Linked DNA regions of Zea mays: region 2 is linked to region 1. Evidence: chromatin contacts called from public Hi-C data. All regions are on one chromosome and are shown on one strand. The core of a region is the stretch at or near the end of the contact, and the rest is flanking DNA. Distances in the headings are between cores, read along the strand shown. Region 1 holds the start of LOC103629223 (translation initiation factor IF-2). Region 2 has its middle 81 kb from the start of LOC103629223.

What was found. A called contact is a pair of places that touch in the nucleus more often than the background predicts.
Region 2: a Hi-C map of bundle sheath shows a contact between it and region 1, with 2.6 times the contacts expected there. The contact joins the enhancer-like site here to the promoter of LOC103629223 in region 1. A contact is called at or near these places in 5 of 25 Hi-C or Micro-C datasets (bundle sheath, endosperm, leaf and 1 more).

Annotation. Positions count from the first base shown.
Region 1 is chr6:42,451,029-42,458,338 of Zm-B73-REFERENCE-NAM-5.0, reverse strand. It overlaps LOC103629223 (translation initiation factor IF-2), which reads left to right and starts at 1,652. Exons shown (of 2, transcript XM_008650400.2): 1 at 1,652-2,141; 2 at 3,141-4,323. The coding sequence starts at 2,037. The coding sequence ends at 3,833.
Region 2 is chr6:42,534,285-42,541,952 of Zm-B73-REFERENCE-NAM-5.0, reverse strand. No RefSeq gene overlaps it. Among protein-coding and RNA genes, the nearest start is that of LOC103629223, 81 kb to the right of the region's middle. Within about 2 kb of position 4,527, at least 18 of the 20 cell types and tissues checked have an H3K27ac peak or open chromatin away from gene starts, as enhancers often do. A contact at or near this core is called in bundle sheath, endosperm, leaf and 1 more, where this site is marked.

The sequences.
Region 1 (7,310 bases), core at 403-2,902:
AGATCATTAGCCGCCAAAAACATTGGGGGCGTAGGGTATTATCTCACGACGGGAGCCCGAAACCGGTGTGTTTTACCTTCAATTCTCGGTCTCGCGACCTACCCCCATAAATCCACTATCGAGAATCCTCGACAGAGGGATCTAAAGACCAACCCTGTAAAGACTCTAAGCAATAGGAGTTTGCTTTAGAAGGCAAGTTGTGTCTTTGATCAACAAAATAAAAAGTGCGAAAAGTTATAGCTCAATTTTATCCTCAGTAAGCCTTACACTACACTTTTCATTACACACTTGCCGGGTACCGGCTATAAAAATACCCATTCTTGCTGAATTTGCTGCTCAGAATAAGGTCAAATAGGAGGGAAGACTACTATGAAGAGTTATATGTCGTAGTCGCTTCGGTCAACCTACGCGTGGCTCGTCATCGAAGTTATCCTCGTCGTCGTTTAGTTTCTTTCATTTAGTTATTTTTAAATATATTTCATTTAAATAGTAGGGAAAATAATTAATACAAAAAAATTCGAATAACTTTAAAATTTTGCTACGCCGTACGTATGTGGACTTTCATTCTCAGCGATTGACGTGTAGGGTCAATTTGCCGGAGTCATCTTCTATCCGGTCCCTAAACTCAGCTGTCATGGTTTTTCGAAGGTCTAATATGATGGCTCTAGAAGTAGTACAGATATGACAGAGATATTACTAGAACAGAAGAGACAAGTCTAAAATTCTAAATAGATAGGACAAAATCCAACCATAAAGGCAGAGTTATAGGCAAATAGGACATGATTTTAACAGATAAGTAAGGCACACTTATAATTATGGAAAGTTAGATTTTCATATAACTAGGTTACCGGATTAGATCTATCATGTAACCTACTCGCATTCACCCTTGTAACCACGTCCCCTCTTCTTGAACTATATAAATAGAGTCGGGGAGCCCTAAGAGCATAGATCCGCAAACCAAACAACACATAACAGACCATTAGCCACCAAAAACATTGGGGCGTAGGGTATTATCTCACGACGGGAGCCCGAACCGGGTCTAAATCTTGTGTCTCTTGTGTGTTTTACCTTCAATTCTCGGTCTCGCGACCTACCCCCATAAATCCACTATCGAGAATCCTCGACAGAGGGATCTAAAGACCAACCCTGTAAAGACTCTGAGCAGTAGGAGTTTGCTTTTGGAAGGCAAGATATGTCTTTGACCAAGAAAATTAAAAATGCGAAAAAGTTATAGCTTAATTTTATCCTCAGTAAGCCTTACACTACATTTTTCATTACACACTTGCCGGGTACCGACTATAAATATACCCATTCTTGCTGAATTTGCTGCTCAGAATAAGGTCAAACAGGAGGAAAAACTACTATGAAGAGTTTGAAGAATTATACCTTGTAGTCGCTTCGGTCAACCTACATGTGGCTGGTCATCGAAGCCATCCTCCTCCTCGTCTAGTTTCTTTCATTTAGTTATTTTTTAAAGATATTTTATTTATATAATAGAGTTTATGACATTGGTTTCTAGACACTAGACGGTGAGTCATCATATATGTGTGAAAATGATCATGTCGCACATACGAGATGCGTTGAGATGCGTTTAGAGTATATATGTAGCATAGTGTTCTGCGAGTGGTGCCGAAATGTACAAGGTGCCGGTGCTTGGGGTTTCAAGTTTGTAGTGCAGGCAGGATTGAGGCTTCTCGCAGGTGATTTTGCACTCCTGCCAGACAAAGGCTCTCCCTTTGGAAAGTAATCCATAGTATGGAAATTTTATTATACCCCACCTGAGTACCTGGCCTGGCCATATGCATGCAAAACTGACCAGAGGTGCCGGCCTTGAATGGACGAAGAAAAGAAATAAGGAAAACGATGAAACTTTGTCCATATAGTTACTATATATATATATATATATATAACTCTCTCTCGTCTTCGCCGCTGCTCCCCCCTGGCTTCCTCATTCCCTCCCTAGCTAGTCTCTCTCTTCCGCTCCTCTTCCCGCAGGCCGCGTACGGACGCCAGCGGCGATCAAGTGCGCGCGCGCGATGGCCATGGAGCTCCCTCTCTTCCTCGGGGACGGCCCGGACGCCGCGCTCTTCTCCTCCCTCTGGCCCTCCTTCCTCGACGACCTGCAGCAGCCCCCGCAAGAGGTACTCTCTTCTGTTCTTTTCTTCTTTTTTTTTTCTTTAGCCGGCCATCATTCTCTCTCTAGATTACTCCCTGTGCCGCCGCCGCATTTCTCTGTCCTTCTTCTTGGCCGGTAGCCGGCGGCCGTCACGGGACGGGGTGGGGCGACGCCGCTGCGGCACGGCCGCCGCAGGGGATCTCACCTCCCCGCACCGCCCCACCCCGCGTCGCATTTACTAGTGCTAGCTACCGCGGTCAAAGGCGGGTTAGGCAGGCCGCCGGCGAATTAGGAGGCGGTGCTGCTGCGCTCCGCCTCCATCCGCGCGCACGACTTGACGCTTGTTTAGCGTGGTGGAATTCTTCTCCTCCCTCCCTAATCTCTCTCTTTGTGTGTGTCTCTGTCTCTGTATGTCTCGCATGGTCTTGCATGTTCGGCTCGCCTCTTGGAAAAACCGCGTCTTCTTCCTCCTCTGACTTGTCCTTCCGTCTGGTTCGTTTCACATTTACTCTGTTGTTTTTTTTTCTTTTCCAACCGAAAGAAAAAGAAAAGAGGGAGAGAAAGAAACAAAAAGCTTGGCACTGGTGTTCAATGATGGTGTGTGTTCTGCCTTGGGCCCCCGCGTGTGATTGTGATTCGAGACGTTATTTTTTCCTCCTTTTTTGAGCGAAGCATGCCTGTTTTGCTACAAAAGAAAAGGTTATGTTTTTTTTGGGGGGTAAGGGTGGAGAAGAGGATGAGGAGCCCAGCACCAGCATGGGGCAGCATGGCCGCATGGGGTGGATTTGGACTCCCACAAGTCTCCAACGGACTTGAGTAGCCGTGGTGGTTGTATGGCGCAATCATTTGCAGGAATCCAAATCATTCGATCGTGCTGCCATGTAGTATGTCTCTGTTCACCCCACCACCTTGTGTTCCGCGACGCCTCGTTCCCTCTGTTGGCAATCTCCAAGCGGCCATGGAGACACTACTAGATTTTCGATTGTTTTTTTAACGCTGCAAACTGTTTGTGCACTCGCAGCAGAGCGTGGCGGAGCTGAAGCAGGCGCTGCTGGCGACGACGCTGGAGCTGGAGGCGGCGAGGGAGGAGCTGAGGCGCAAGGAGCAGAGCATCGCCAAGCTGGCCGGCCTGGTCCGCGAGGTGGCCAGGGAGCGCGACGACGCGCGGGACCAGCTGCAGAGCCTCCGCCTCCTGGCCGCGCAGGCGGCGGCGGCGGCGCCGCCGCTCGTCACGTCCAGCGTCACCGACTCCGACGGCAGCCTCGCCTCGTCCCCCGCCGACCCCTTCTTCGACCCCGTCACCTCCGCCGACCGGCGCTGCAAGCTCAGCCCCGCCACGCCCCCCGCGCCGCCGCCCAAGCCGGTGCAGCAGCGCCACTGCCAGCCCGGAGCCTGCGGCCGCGGGTCGGCGCCGGCGGCAGACGCCGTGCTCGAGACGCTCGCCAGCAAGCGGCCCCTTCCGCAGAGGGGCCGCCTGCTGGCCGCCGTCATGGAGGCGGGGCCCCTGCTGCAGAATCTGCTCGTCGCCGGGCAGCTACCGCGGTGGCGCAACCCGCCCACGGTTCGCGCCCCGGACACGACGCTGCCGCTAGGCGCCGCCACGCTGGCCTCCACCGCCTGCATGAAGCGGCCGGTGGCGGCGGCGGCCATGTCCGTGCTGCCCGCCGCCAGCTGCCCGCCGGCTTTCATAGCCAAGCGGCAGAGGCTGCTGCACTGACAGCCCCTGGCCCACTCGGCAGTGACGGCGGGATCGACCGCCGTTGATGATGATGGTGATGAGTGCAACGTTTCGACGAGAAAGCCATGGTGGAGGTTTGGCTGCTAACTGCACAGTTGCGTTGCTAAGTATAGTCAGTCAGGCGCTGAATTACGATAATGTGATCCATGTGAATAGTAGCAGGGTTCGTTTTATCACACTTGCTCGTTTTCTTCTTCTTCTTCCTCCCCTATTCTCTTCCATTTTACATTTTTGGGCGTGTCGGTGTGGTCTTTAAAGGCTGTGTTGATAGCTTGACATGAGAGTATGATTAGAGCCAGCATTTCTTGCTTTGTGGTGAGGGTCTTGCATTGGCTCAGCTGGTTTTCATGCCCACAGCAGATGTCTTGGCTTCGAGCCAGCAAATTTTATCCATGTATCTATATCCTCTACTGGAGAGCATGTTCTTGAAATGTTCTCTGCAAATCAATGTATGCTATATACCACAGTATGTCGGGGCGTTCCAAACCAAAGAAACTGCACATGACAGTGGATAAATTAATAAAGCAATTAGCCTAGACGAAAACCTGGCAGTATACTGGCCTTGCTCATCGGCATCTGCTTAGCAAATACACTAGAAAACATAAGTGCCACGACAGGTGCCAAATTAAGCTTGGTGGTTGAAGTGCTCCATTGACGAAGAAAACAAAGAATATATATTCAAACAAGCAGGCAGAAGAGACAAATGTTTTATCCTTTGGCAAAGCTCGTCCTCGAGACACGAAGCCTGTTCCCGCCTAATTATCCTACGTACTACGTAATAACTGGGCAGAACATGGGCGCCGGATTCATGACGCATATCTCTACTACTACTTAAATTTATAGTGTAGGTGTCCACACAACAGATTGGCGCACGGTTCTGCCGTTCTCTGTTCTCTCCCACGTAGTGCAGGGAATCTGGGCCGGGCTTTTCGGGACAGCACGAGCACGGCCCGAAAATAAGAGCCCAAAGCACGGCCCGACACGAAATAATATGGGCCAGGCTAGCACGGCCCGAAGTCGGGCCTGGGCCGGGCCTCAAATTCCGACCCGTCGGGCCCCCAGCACGGCACGCACAGATGGGCCGGGCTTGGGCCGGCACGGCCCAATTGAGCCCAATCTATTTAATTTCTTTAATTTAATAAGATATCGACTGTATATTGTTGTTATATTTGGAGTTTATGTGGTTAAATGATGTTATAATTGTTTAATATCTTTAATTTAGTAAGTTATGAATTTTATATGATTATAATATTTTGATTTTATGTGGTCAAATATACGGGCCGGGCTTGGGCCGGCACGGCCCAACGAAGGCACGACGTGGTTTAGGGCCGGGCTGGGCCACTGTTTTTACACTTCGGGCTGGCACGGCACGGCCCAAAAATTGTTTGGGCTTTTCTGGCCCGAACCCGTTTGGCACGAAGCACGATGGGCTTGGGCCGGGCTGGCCCGGCCCGGCCCTGATGTGCACCCGTTGGGTGATTGCCCGATCTTTCGATGAGAGGGTGTGGAATAACTCGATTGGGGGAGGAGACGACGTTCACGGCCCGACTACAGCCTTCCAAAGACGCTGCGCCTTAGCAACCGATACACCACCTCCTATGGCTGTCACGATCTTGTGGAGCGTGACACCCTGGCCACTAGGGCACTCGTCCTGCAAGCAATCGAAGAACTAGCAAGAACAAGTAGAACAAGTACTGAATTACCAGATCTAAATGTAGGTTTAAAGATCAAACTACAATATGGTGGGGTTCCGAAGACAAGAAGACGGGCGGCTGAACTAGCACGCGCGCTTGCAAGCAAGTAGCGAGAGCTAAACTTGATCTAAACAAAACCCGCTGTTCTTGGTGGCGGCTAGGGGGTTTATAAACATGGGAGGACGACCACAAGGGTATTGGGGTCGTGCTGCAACCCTAGGATGCGTCCCTAATGGACCTAACTTGATACACGACCCATTGGGCCAAAATAGGGTGACGCAGCACCATGGGCAGAAAAGGCAGGAAATGTCTCGGTAAGAAAACAATGATTACGGCGGCCTCAGAACAGATATGACTATAATTCCGGATCCATATGAAAGTAGACTTGATAAGCTTTCCATGTTGTGCTTGAACATTCCAATCCGAGCCCGCATCTGACCGTGGTGACCGTCACAAGTTGGTGTTCTTCTGCAGTCCGAATCCAGCATGTTCAAATCCTTTTCCCTTTCGGTCTTCTCCCTGATTCCTAAGCAAAACAAGAGTGCACGGGTCTCCATGGTCTAAATATGATGGACATGAACTCAAGAGTGTAATCACCTGATGGTTGAGTTGACGAGCACGAGCGCGAGTAATGGGACCAGAAATTGGTACTTGTATTGGTATAGATGCATCAGTAGTGTGGATGTCTTCATCATTCTCCCCTTCTTGCATTTGAGTCGTCCTCGACTCAAGCTCAACTTCCTCTCCCAAGTAGGGCTTTAAATCTGCAATGTTAAATGTGGGGCTAACCCCAAAGTCTGCAGGCAGATCTAGCCTATATGCATTGTCGTTAATTTTCTCTAGCACTTTAAACGGTCCATCGGCTCGAGGCAACAATTTAGATTTTCGTAATTCAGGAAACCTTTCCTTTCTCAAATGCAACCAAACTAAATCTCCAGGTTCAAAATTTATTTCCTTTCTACCTTTATCACTAGCAAACTTATATCTAGCATTCATACGCTCTATGTTTTCTTTAGTAGTTTCGTGCAGTTTTAACATCAATTCAGCACGCCTAGTAGCATCAAAATTTAGTTTTTCAGAAGATGGCAAAGGCATTAAATCAATAGGAGCACGAGGTAACAAACCATATACAATCTGAAATGGGCACATCTTTGTAGTAGAATGCAATGATCGATTATAAGCAAATTCAATATGAGGCAAACAGTCCTCCCACATCTTAATATTCTTCTTTAGAACTGCCCTTAACATAGTAGACAAAGTTCTATTCACAACTTCAGTTTGACCATCAGTTTGAGGATGACATGTAGTAGAAAATAAAAGCTTAGTCCCCAATTTTGCCCACAAAGTCCTCCAAAAATGACTAAGAAATTTAGCATCACGATCAGAAACGATTGTGTTGGGCACACCATGCAAGCGAACAATTTCACGAAAGAACAAATCAGCAATATGAGTAGCATCGTCAGTTTTATGACATGGTATGAAATGTGCCATCTTAGAAAATCTATCAACAACCACAAACACACTATCACGTCCCTTCCTAGTCCTAGGCAATCCCAGCACAAAATCCATAGAAATATCTTCCCAAGGAGCACTAGGAACGGGTAGAGGCAAATACAAACCGTGTGGATTTAACCGTGACTTCGCCTTTTGGCATGTCGTGCAACGAGCAACCAATCTCACCACATCTCTTCTCATCTTGGGCCAAAAGAAATGACCAGCAAGTATGTCCTCCGTTTTCTTTGCTCCAAAATGTCCCATTAAG
Region 2 (7,668 bases), core at 3,278-5,777, 81 kb before region 1:
ATTCAATAAGCACTTCCACCCATCTGAAGACACGTCAGACGGCGGACGCCGTTTCATGCAACACTACACCCATTGGGACTCCAGTCAACAGCGCAAAGGATATGATTACACTAGCCGTCCCATCGCATTACTACTCAGAGGCAACCGGCTAAAACACTCAGCGTACCAAGCCGTCCCTTGCCCACACCCATTGGGGGGGGACGCCCAGGAATTATCAGTATATTTTTCAAAACGGTCACATCCGTGCAGGGCATGCAGTGAATACCTCAAGACAAAAGTGAGATATCAGTAAGGATCAGAGGAAAGCCAAATATAGCCAGCAAAGTACAAGATATGACCGACAGAAGCGACGTGAAGACTAGACAGAGAACGTCCGTCAAACGTCCAATCAATCGCAGAAGCAAATAAATTGCACTACCTAGCAAGATATGGATGGATTGCAAACTCGGCTGCTAAAGACAAAATATACGCTGACCTTTGCAGCAAAATATTGATGACATAATGCTGACCTCCAAAGCATAATGCAAAATAGCCTCATGTCAGTTTCCACAAGCGAAAGGAAGACCTTCGAATGGATTATCCTTAAAAAATCCATTTGAAGGTCGGGGGCTACACCCATTGGGTGCACCTCCGGTGCACCCCATGGAATATTATTCTAAACCAATATAGCGCCGACTTCTAAGGCGTAGAGCAAGATCGAAAAGACTAATCCTCAACCGAGATGCAGGAGCGCGGATGGAGATAACCTTTGGAAGAAGACCTTCGAGTAGATTATCTTCTAAAATCTACTCAAAGGTCGGGGGCTACACCCATTGGGTGCACCTCCGGTGCACCCAATGAAGTCCAGAGTCTTACAATCCAAAATGCCGACCTCTAAGGCACAAGCACAAAACCAAACTTTGGTCGGACGAGTGATCAGAGCCAGAGAAGACGGCAGGAAGTCATTTTTTGGACCTTGGATCTTTGAGTTGATTACCTCTAAATCAACCCAAAGATCGGGGGCTTGTGGGGGATAGATATCCCCTGGGTCCACTAAAGAAGTAAAAGGCCTCACGAAAGGCCCAAGGGCCCGATAATTCGTAAGGTCATTCTTTCGTGGGCCTAGGGAAAGACAACCAACAAAGAAGACGTGAGACTGATTAGTGCAAACCCAAGCGGCCCACAACGTCGAACAAATGAATCACAACAGAGACCTGACTTTCCCGCGTTGAAGCCCCCATGCAACAGAGCCATGCGAGGATAAGTCGGCGAGGGGTACGTAGGGATAAACTCAAGAGGTTCACTATCTTTTAGCTACTTGTTGTTATCATATTCACGTGTACTGCCCCACGGTCGAGTATATAAGGCCTAGGGGGCACCCCTTCAGATGGATCGACCCTGTTCTACTTAGCCACCCACATAAACTCTCTGCACCCTTTATCCAGAGAACCCTCTTGTAACCACGCTCGTATACTCACCAGGACGTAGGGTGTTACGCATTTCTAAGCGGCCCGAACCTGCAAATCTTGTCCATTGTCCCTCGTGCGACCGGCACGAACCATTTTGCTACAGTCGTTGACACCGTCCTACTCCTAAAAACACCTTGAGGGGCAACCCCGGGTGTGCGGTCGGACCCAAAACACCGACAGTCGCACGTCTTGCTGCCTAAAGAGAGCGCACACACTCCAAAACCTATCGAAGATCGCCAGCTTTGTAACGAATTCTTTTTATGCTATGTTCGATAACTTACTCATCCATTTTATTTTAAACGTCCCCTATAAACTATATAATCTATCGTATAAAACAGGGATCCGCACGGCCATATACACGATCTACCTCTTCAACGGATCCCGTCTAGTCCCTATTTCAAACCACAATTTGCAAATAATGTTAAATAGTATCATCTCCTAAAATTTGCCGTATAGCTAGGTACTCCAGTTGTGTGTACGTACCAGCCTGATCAGCCGGCTGCCAGGTACGGTGGTCCAGCGGTGGGAGCAGCAGACAAGGCGACGTGCAGGAGATGGAGCAGGAGCACTCCATTTAATGCGTGCATGCGTGATCGGTGATCGTATATATCAGACCAGCCTGCGTGACCCTTATCCAAAAATACAGAATAACGAGTTTAATAAATATGTGGCGGCAGATGCGCATATCCCTGGTGGTCCATGCATGCACGCATAGTACTAGCTGCCTACAGCACCTCATTATAGGTCTCCATTCAGCATTCGACAAGCTATCGCAGAAATAAGCCACTTAGATTAATGGTGTTCAGTAGTTAGCTAAGGAGTGTTTGAATGTACGAAATGTAATAGTTAGCTGCTAAAATTAGTTGAATACATTCAAACTATTTAATAGTCTATAGCTATTAGCTACTTTTAGTAAATTATAGCTACATTTTATTAGCTAGCTAATTCCACTAATAATTTTTAGTCAACTAGCTATTAGCTCTAGTGGATGAATGCACTAGAGCTAATAGTTAGTGGCTAAAATTAGTTGATACATCCAAACACCCTAGCTAATAGTCCAGCTATTAGCTATTTTTAGTAAATTAGTTAATAGTTAGTTAGTTATTTGTTAGCTAGCTAATTTCACTAACAATTTTTAGCCAACTAACTATTAGTTCTAGAGCATTCAAACACCCCTAAGTGTGGAGACCAGATATATATATGTCATGTTTGGTGTCTTTAGTCACCAGACTAAACTTTAGTGACACTAAAGTAATCCGTTTGGTTTCTGTGACTAAACCTGACTAAAGAGCGTTAATTGGTGTGAATAATGATTGTATTATCCCTATTAATTAGTGGAACCTGCTGCGCTTAGAAAGAGGAGAGGGTAAGTGAGGTAAAAATACTACTTTAGGCCCTTTTAGTCACGATCTTGGTGACAAAAAACCTAAAATTTAGTCACTCTATTTTAGTCATCATGTTTGCTTCTTTAAGGACTAAAAGTGACTAAAATTTTGTCAATAAAGTTTAGGGAGTATTTGAATGCACTAAAAAACTAATAGTTAGTGGCTAATATTAGTTGAGACATCCAAATACTCTACCTAATAGTTCAACTATTAGCTATTTTTAGTAAATTAGTTAATAGTTAGATAACTATTTATTAGCTAGCTAATTTCACTACCAATTTTTAACTAACTAACTATTAGTTCTAGCGCATTCAAACATCCTCTTAGCCAAACCAAACCAAACGGGGCCATGGTCGTCTCCTCGGACTCTCTTGCTCGAGTGTCATGGATTCCTACTACGCGCTAGCTAGCTAGCTCTAGCTCGAGTATATATCACCGATCAACCGCTTCTCTACTAACTACTGTTGAGTGTGTTATTGGATGGACCTCAGTAATTGTTGTTACATGAACCAGACTCCTGTTCGGCCAACAATGGACTGCTACATGTCGTCGTCTGTACTCCTACTAAAGGTCGGTGCTTTAATTAATTAGTCAATACTTCCATATCCCTTTCCCCTCCCGTCCTTCATCGGCTGCATTGCATTGGATGCATTGAATCTGCTGCTGCTGGCATGCATGGTGGTTGGTTCCACTGCATATCTAATGATTCAGAAATCGTCCAGGTGTTGGCCGATGCATGCATGAGAGATTGCCCCTGCTGGCCGGCCCCATGCATCTATTATTAATTGGATGACAATATATATATATATAATTAATTAACATAATATAGTCTCTGGCTTTTAGTAGTATATATATAACTTAATATATATTGCTCGCCCCTTGCTTTCTTCAACGATTGTATTCTACAACAACAGTACATATAGCTTGTTAAAAAATTTGTAAAAAAACGCGTGTACATATAGCTTGTTAAAAAATTTGTAAAAAAAACGCGTGTACATATATTTGTACCTTCCAAGATTTGGTGTTTTTTTGTTGGAGCTAGTACGTGCTACTAGCATATAGTAGTATACAAACAGAATCTCTTCTTGCAGCCCTGCAGGGGCGAATCCGGGGGATTATTAGGATCAGTTGATATCCCAAAACTCCTGTAAATCCTGTAGTAAAACGCTGTTAAAGTTAAAAAAAAAACTTGTCGTACAGCTGACCCTAATGATGATCCCAACAGTTTCCTTGGCTAGATTCGCCACTATTCAATTGTCTTTGGGCAACACTTCAAAATGATTAATTAGCAGCTGGCCAATGATCAGCAACCATCTGTGCGCAGCTGTGCTTAACCAAACTGATCAACTATTAGTGGCAAAGCAAGAGTACATTACTATACACTGACTATATATATATATATATATATATATATATATATATATATATATATATATACCATTCGTCGTATAAAATGAAAATACACGTATATGTATACTTAAGCGGTGGCATGTATATACTGTGTATGTATATAATAAGATCATGTTAATAAGGATCGAAAGGCATTTTTTTTTTTGTTCAGAAAAGGATAAAGAGGTGGGACCATTGGAGGGAGGAGGGTGTCCTGGCCGGCTGGTCTGTCTCCGACGGCCAGTCGCTCGGGGCTGCCGCGTTCCGCGCCGCACGTGTACGAGAGAGCGACGCGTGGACCAATGAATGGAGACGCCGCGGAGGACTGCCGGGCCGGCGCCACACCACACACACATGGACGCCATGTGCGGACCGGGAGAGCGCCGCGGCGAATACGACAACCGCGTCGGGCGCCGCGCGCCCACAGACAATTGCTCTCTCTCTCTCTTTTTCTTTTTCATGGCCTCCTTTACCTTCCGCCATTCTTGACATGATCACTCCTGCCCTGCATGGCTAGCTGCATGACTTGGTTTGATCACAAACTCGAAGTCGATAGATCTGCGGACTAGAGAGGAGTTGATGATGCACACGAGCGGAAGAGACATGCAGAGACCATAGAGACCGCAGCCTCATGCTCGATGGCATTGTTTGTTAGCTTGAAGTGTCTGTATTTTTTTTCTTCAGAATTGTTCTATTCAGTCGAGCAATTTCAAAATTTCAATACCATGCATAAACCTAAAAATATGCTCTAAAAACTTTACATTTCTATAAACCTGCTCCAACATGGAACCTAGTTAGTAGTGCGTACTATAGCATGCATGTAGTAGGTCGGCAGCATGTAGCTGAAACTGAAAATTTGGAGGTTGGTGAGTGGAGGAGTGACATATGGGTACTGTGGGGTTTTCCGCCGCGTCGTCGATCGGCCGGGCACTGTGGCCGCACATGGTCCGCCGACGTTTTGGCGGGTAGAGCCGTTGGGTGGTCGCCGCAGCCCGGAGGGGCAGCGTCGTCGTTGGCGTACAGAAAACCTAAACCCAGGGCCACACACCACCCTGGTCGCCTTGTTCCCCGACGACCTCCGGGTTTTCCTTCCATTATCGCCGCGTTAGTTGCCTATTTCGCTAGATTATCTCTTCGCATGATGTGTTGCTTTGGCACCATGATATATCTACTTTAATCTTCTATACAACTCTACGATAATTCATCGGTTCAAACTTTACAAAAAAACCCACTCAACTGAATCACCCACGCACCCATAATCTTCACTAAAACCCACCAAACAAATTGCACTAGGACTTAACACACCATCAAAATCTACGGTTTAGATCGTTGGATAATCCCTTCGTTCTCACTTACTCACTGAAAACCAATAGACAGTATTATTTGGATCATCCCTCGTCCCTCCCCTCACTAGCATCGCCGCCACCGTCGACCTCTCCCGACGGGATCATAGCGTTAGCACTGGCTATACGCTAGTTTGTTATAAGAAATGGGGTTAGTGGAATGGATGCCATTTTTAGGAACATATCTGGTGCATATGGTAATTTAGTATAAATGGTGTAAATATTAAATCATGACCATTTAACTTAAATCTAACGTCTCTTATTGTCAAGTATATTTAAAAAAACACATTTCACCACTACCCTTCATTACTTCCACCTTATTACTTCCACCTTACCTGAAGGGTGTTTTTTTTTGCAAAACATACATGAGAATAAGGGACGTTAAATCTGAGGTAGGTAGTCATGATTTAATATATGCACTATATACACCAAAAAATTGCTTTATACCATTTTTCATAATGTCGGACGTGGCAAACCGAAAAGAAATAAATTTATTATGGTGTGTCTAAAATTATCCTAGCAGAGCTGCTAATTTAGATGTAAAAGCTAATTTAGATGTAAGTTTACGATGTCATTTTTAAATTATCTTTTGTCGTGTCTGTTGGTATCTCAAGGCTATGGTACCCACGCCTACTGGGTCAAGGCGGGACCCATGTGGCTATCATTAGTCGCATAGCCACAAGTGGTCCGCCCTAGCTCAGAGTATAGGCTCGTCCGACGAGGCTACTGCCTCAGATGGAAGCCAACTTCCACGTGGGCTCTCTTGATCCCTAGCTGAAGGGTCCCAGAGCCGCCACGTATCCCGAGAATAAGGACTCTCTACAGCTACGCTCTGGGGCCAGACCCCCATGGTGTAGTCCCGGACCACCGCCCTAAAGAGGTCTAGTGTTGTCACCTATTCGGGCCAGTGCCAAAGGAGCCCGGACTCCCCTGAGTACCTTCTGGACCCCGACTTAGGGTGGTCTGGAGCTGCCACATCTGCGTGTACTTCTAGATGTTGCCCCTGCTCAGGTGACGACCCGGTGGTGCCATGTGTCTTATGGAGCGTGACGCAAGCCGTCGGAAAGAACCTGACGTAAACCTCCGGCAGGGGGCCACCGACGTTCAAGGCGGGGCAGAGAGCGTGGCTATTCACACCAGGGTTAGGTGGCACGCACTTTGAAAGGGAATTAGGCTTACACCTTTTTCCTAATTGATTTTGGTGGTTGAATTGACCAACACAAATAATTGGACTAACTAGTTTGCTCTACTCTATAAGTTTTACAGGTGCCAAAGGTTCACAATAAGCCAATAAAAAGACCAAGAAAGGGTTCAAACAAAGAGAGCAAAAGACATCCCAAAAGGCACCCTGGTCTGGCGCACCGGACTGTCCGGTGTGCCACCGGACAGTATCCGGTGGACCACCGGACACTATCCGGTGGACCACCGGACAGTGTCCGGTGCACCAGGGCACTCGAAGCTGAACTTGCCACCTTCGGGAAAATGGGAGGCCGCTCCGCTATAATTCACCGGACTGTCCGGTGAAGCACCGGACAGTGTCCGGTGTCACACCGGACTGTCCGGTGTGCCAGCGGAGCAACGACTACTTCGCGCGCAACGGTCGACTGCAACGCATTTAATGCGCGCCTGCGCGCGCAGAGGACAGAGCACGAGCGGTTGGCGCACCGGACAGTCTACAGGCCCTGTCCGGTGCACCACCGGACAGCCTAGAGGGCCCACCAGTCAGAGCTCTAATGGTCAGAACCCAACGGCCGGCTGCCGTGGCTGGCGCACCGAATAGTGTCCGGTGCGCCATGCGACAGCAGTCTTCCAACGGCCACATTTTGGTGGTTGGGGCTATAAATACCCCAACCACCCCACATTCAATGGCATCCAAGTTTTCCACCTTCAACACATTACAAGAGCTATAGCATTCAATTCTAGACACAACCAAAGAGATCAAATCCTCTCCTAAGTCCGGAATCACTCCAAATCAAATAGTGACTAGAGAGAGCGACATTTGTGTTCATTTGAGCTCTTGCGCTTGGATTGCTTCTTTTCTTTTTCATTCTTCTTGTGATCAACTCAATTGTAACCGAGGCAAGAGACACGAATTGTGTGGTG